Linked DNA regions of Hordeum vulgare: region 2 is linked to region 1. The links are chromatin contacts, called in public Hi-C maps. All regions are on one chromosome and are shown on one strand. The core of a region is the stretch at or near the end of the contact, and the rest is flanking DNA. Distances in the headings are between cores, read along the strand shown. Region 1 holds the start of LOC123409909. Region 2 holds the start of LOC123407616 (WAT1-related protein At1g44800-like).

Region 1 (2,665 bases), core at 95-2,594:
AGCAATGCCATGAGGTGCAATGTATCCCATAAATTAGAGGCTTTCTGGTATACACAAGGATCACACTTCTACATGTGACAGAGTGGAAATACATACCATGGCTACATCGAACACATGCACCACGCATAATCTTGCAAATAGTGCAGACCATTTTTGTCCGCTTCTCTGGGATGTCACCGATATTTGTGATCGGTTCCATTGAGTCCGTGTCCTCTACAAAAACCTCCGGTGCCCATAGACTACAGAACAAGTGTGCAAAATTCAGGTTGCCCCCATTTGCAATTCCACCAGGCTCACATTTTACAGGTTTCAAAGCACCTTTCTCCGTTGAGCAAAGCACACAAGGCATAAACGCAATCCTGCCTGCATCACTCTGTGTCAACCTCCGTTCACACAAGGCACACATCCAATAGCCATCTGGCTCGACCTGCACACCGTAACACTTCTGGTGCACCGACACCTTGCAGCTATTGCACTGGAGCATCCTATTGGATGCAGCATCACTCTCTCCCAAACAACATACATCACATCTTGAACCAGAGTCACTTTCCAAGGGTGGCAGGACCACAAGCTGCTCAAGCCCAGCATCTGCACCCAGCAGCTTCCTCTTCTTGTTTGGGCGCACCGAAGTGAGCACAGCCCGTCCTCTTGCTCCGAGGAGCCAATTCAATGAGGAGTCCGGATTGTCGTTGCGGCCTGGTAAAACAACACCATCTCTCTTGCCTGGATCTAGTTCAATTACCAAGGGCTGCTCGTCTTGGTGCAAAATCACCTCCTGCATATCCCGTACACAGTGCTCTTCACTAGTCCCATTGCTATTGACTAGCTCCGTACTGTTCCAAATAAAATCTGAGCTCTGATGTGGATCATGTTTGCTATGCACCATGCCGTTCTCCAACTCCATCGAGTTTGAATTCGAGTTTTCGGCGACCACGGCCGCATCAGACGGATCAACATGTCTCCCCAACACTTCCTTGCCACTGCCCACAAACGGCACGAGGAGGCATGGATCGAGCCAGCTGGAGCTGGAGAGAGGCTTGGGCTCTGCCATCTCCAAATCCTGCAACGTCATATCCCGGAAGTAAGGCTCCATCCTGTCCCAGAAAGCATTGGATCTCGCTTTGGGCTGCTCCACAGCAGCTGCAGGATCCGGCGGCTGGGCCTTCTTGTGCTTCCTCCGCGCGTCGCCGACCACCGCCCATCTGACGACCCGCGCGGGCAGCAGAGGGTTCCGGGCCGCCGCCTCCTCGCCGTCGAACGGCGAGCGCAGCGACAGCGCCTTTCTCGCCTGCTCGGACGTGGACACGCCGCCAGCCTCCGGCGAGGCTCCGGCGGCCGCGTCGGCGTCGTCGCCGGCGAGCGGCGCATCGTCGCCGGCGTCCGGGGAGGACGGGGCCGCGTCGGCGTCGGCGGCGGGCCGCGCTCTCCGGCGAGGCGCCACGGCGGTCGTGGGGGCGGAAAACCTCTGGGGGCTAGGGTTTCTCTCGGGTCACGATTTTTGGGGGAGTTCAGATCCGCCAGCGGGAGAGGGAGAAAGACGGAAGAGAGAGAGAGAGACGGTTGCTTTTGCTTCTGCGTAAAAAAAAAATCGCGGCGCCCGTTTGTCTGCCCCGTCGTAGTGGGCTGGGCCTCGGAGCGTCGTGCTCGTGCCTCGTGAAAGGTGCCCGTCGCCGTAAACGCCACGTACACCCGACCCGCGCGCCTGCGCGCAGCCTGGCTGCGGGGGAGGTCCCGCGCTGTCGGTGAGACAGGTCGCGTGGCCGGACCAATTTCGCGTCGAGGGCGTCGTGGTCTCCTCAAGGGATTCGGTTCTGGTTGCATGGCTGACGTGTGGTCCCGGGTGTCGCTACGTGGCCGCGGATCCTGGGTTCGGTTTACCGGGTTGGCGGGTAGGTGACGGGACGCGTGGTGGCCGGTGACTCGAGGCGGGCCCACTTGGTGGGGCTGGGCGGGCGACTGCGCACACACGTACGCCTGCACGGCCACAGATTTGGAAACGGTTGGGGCCTCCCTTTCACGTGATGCCGGTCAATGGCAGGTTGGGCCCGGTTCTCCTCCTTTATGGGAGCCGTTGGACTGCGCGGTTCTGCTAGGATACGCACGAAGTACCAACAATGAGGCTGGCCCATTACGCTGCATGGCCAACCCACCAAGTGGGCCTCGGCCACCAGTGCGAAATGACGAACACACCTGCCGGGTTCGGGCTCGTAAAGACTTCGTCAAAACAATTTCAAATGTAGAGAGTTTATTTATATTTAATTACGAATTATTCTCTAGGTTATTTATTGGACGTTGATATCTGCCACACATGTCGTAGGAAGTGAGGCGGACCCGACGTTTCTATAGCCAAAGATTACCACATCACTCCATGCACGTATGTCAGAATCTTTTAGGATTTCTAATTTTTTTAATATTTTATTTTTAAGTGGAAAATCCGATTGAACATTCGTTTTCATAACTAAATCCCTCACGATTCTTCAATACTAAATCTTATATCGATGTGTTTCAACGATTTATTTTTTGGTCAAAATTTGCCATGTCTATCTCACATAAATTGTCATGATATTTACGCTCAAATTGTCTTAATATATCTTAACTAATTTTGACACATTATGTGACGGGGATATTACCCTGGGTATATCAAGAGCGAGATTATCCATCTTCA
Region 2 (2,665 bases), core at 42-2,541, 470 kb after region 1:
GCCAAAGACAAATTAGCTACGGCAAGTTTATCATAGTAGTATCATGAAACTTAATTGAAAGCACAGCCCGGAGTTGGGCAATAGCAATTGGCATCAAGCTAATAAAATCTTTGCTTGCTTAAAAGAAAGAAAGTGGTAGCTAGCCCAGTGCGGTTACACGCACATGGAAGCAAAGGTTGTCGGGGCCGGGTGCATGTGTCGGTTCGGCATAGATTAATCCATGACTCCTGACTGACCGATGTTACGGAAAAGCTTAAATGAATATACATACATACATACATACATGTGGCTGGCTGTGGTTCTAGCGCTAAAAGAAAGACTTGGGCGTAGCTGGGATGCGATAGGTGCGCGTTCCCGGTGTCCCGCACCAGTGTGCAACTGTGCATCTAGTGCTTGATTACGTTACGTGCTAGTGATTGATTGATTGAAACTACGAACCAACAGATAATGTTCACAACCATTTAAGATTTAACTTTGGCTTTGGCTGATAACTAATAATAACCACATGCACTTGGAACTGATTGATGAAACAACAACGAACTGGGCTTCTTGAAGAATCTTCAGTGGAAGCTCGCTCGGCTAGCTAGGCTACCCTACGTACCGTCCGTCAGTGTGCATGCATGCATGCATGTAAAACCCTCTTCTCCGACAGAGTGCATGCAGATGCACGCAAGAGATGGGGGTGAAGGAAGGAAGGAAGGAAGGCAGTAGTACGTACTTCTCGAAGACGAGGGCGAAGGGGAGCATGACGAGCGTGGCGACGAGGTTGCGGTAGGTGACGAGGACGTAGTGGCTCATGCCGCGCTTGAGCGAGGCGACGGAGACGATGTACATCCCGGCGTACCCGATCTGCAGCAGGATCATCATCATGTACGGCTTCACGTCGTTCAGCACCTTCTTCCCCACCCCCATGGCTGCTCGCTCGCCCTCTCCTCCCACGCACAAACGGATGGTTGATGGATGGATGGATGGATGGAACGAGGCTCAAGCACACAGCTCACCACGTACGAAGGCCCGTGCGTGTGAGGCTGCGGCTGGTGGGTGGCTCCTGAGCTCAAGACGGCTGCGGTACGCGGCGATGGAGGATGAGGCCGGCGGGCGGGGCTATTTATAAGGGGGGCACAGGTCTGTGCGGGGTGAGGTCAGCCGGTCAGCTCCATCGGCATGCATTGGCCCGCGCACCGCACCACAGTGCTCCTCTGCTGGTAGTAGTAGGAGTTGGTGTGCGTGTGTGGTGTGGTGTGGTGGTGTCGACGGGAGACGGATGGATGGATGGATGGATGGATCCCGAGTCACCCGTGCACCGAAAAATTCCCTGCAATTCCATTTGAGTATGCTGCGCTCCGCCGGGCGCCACGGGTTGCGATCGGGCGTTCCACCGGATGGATTATTGGCTCGGGGAATGTGGCCGGGACGTGCGCGTCGACGTCGCCCATCCACCTCTCGCCTTACCTCGCCTGCTCTGCACTGCCTCCTGTCCTGTGCCGGCAACAAGTCAGCAACGGAGGAGACGCCCGGCGGTACGAGATGTTGCCTGCATGTCGTCAAGCATTTTTTGTTTTTATCCCTAGCCTTAAACAGAGCATTTCCTTTTCCCGAAACTATGAAGAAGGTGCGAAATGTTACTGCAATGGGGCAGCTGCAAGCAAGGAAACCACGTTGCGGTGGGGGCTCTGGGAGTCATGGCAGCAGTAACTTCGACCGCCAGGCCAGCTAGCTGGGTTCGAATTCTCATGTCCACGTAACGCCGCGGAAAATGTGACTTCATTCTCGTAGCCGCATCTACTAGATGATAGTAGTAGTAGTATAGATACATTTGTCTGGGCGTCAATTAATATGAGACGGAGAAAGTAGTTGCAAGAGGAAAACATCCGAAATCGTGCTAGTACCTAGTAGTAATACACGATGCACACAACCAACAAATCCAACGAACGACAAGTTCAAACAAGTGAAACACGAGTACGGACGCTGCCTTAGATGAGGTCTTAATAGGGGTGTCATGACAGCAAATCACCAACTAAAAAACGACCTCGTTTCGGTCATCGTTGGTAGGTCAGGCTTCAACACTCCTGCCCACATGTACCGCCAAGGTGAGCTTGTCGCATGTCGATTGAGTGACATCCTGTGATTCCCAAGATCCCAAAATCTTTACATACTACAATGAATAATTTACGATGGGGGGCAACGTGCTCTTTCATTCTCTGTTAGAGGTAATGCCATTTCGACATGGCCAGATGAACCAGCTGCAGCCCCTTGTGGCAAGGTGTTTGTTGTTTACTTTCCCCACCCCCACCGGTACGAAATTGCAACAACAAACACAGGTCTCGCATGCTAAAGAACACACGGTCAATATTTAGTTTTATCACGTCACAACAATTGATGCATGTATGAAAGACAAATAGTGGCAAAGGAGGTGTGGAGCCGGAGCGGATGAGAAGATGAAGAGGGCTAGAGCGGCGTGTGTCAACACTCTCTGTGTGTGGCTGTGTGCAATGTGCACACTGAGGAGGTGGTCGGCGAGGCACAAGAGGGCTAGGTCAGGGAGAGGGTTGTGGTTGTTAGTTAAGTAACTTAGTTGAGCCCATGGCCGGAGCCGAATCCTCTGACATACACAAGGGAAGTCACAAAGCTACGATGAACTTTGGTGCTAGCACTGTTCACAAAT

The links. A called contact is a pair of places that touch in the nucleus more often than the background predicts.
Region 2: a contact with region 1 is called in a Hi-C map of leaf, with 8 times the contacts expected there. The contact joins the promoter of LOC123407616 here to the promoter of LOC123409909 in region 1. A contact is called at or near these places in 5 of 6 Hi-C or Micro-C datasets (leaf and seedling) and 1 of 1 datasets of contacts at active chromatin or transcription factors (embryo).

What each region holds. Positions count from the first base shown.
Region 1 is chr7H:75,468,379-75,471,043 of MorexV3_pseudomolecules_assembly, forward strand. LOC123409909 reads right to left here and starts at 1,345. Exons shown (of 19, transcript XM_045102783.1): 1 at 97-1,345. The coding sequence starts at 1,093.
Region 2 is chr7H:75,942,639-75,945,303 of MorexV3_pseudomolecules_assembly, forward strand. It overlaps LOC123407616 (WAT1-related protein At1g44800-like), which reads right to left and starts at 1,292. Exons shown (of 6, transcript XM_045100783.1): 1 at 719-1,292. The coding sequence starts at 912.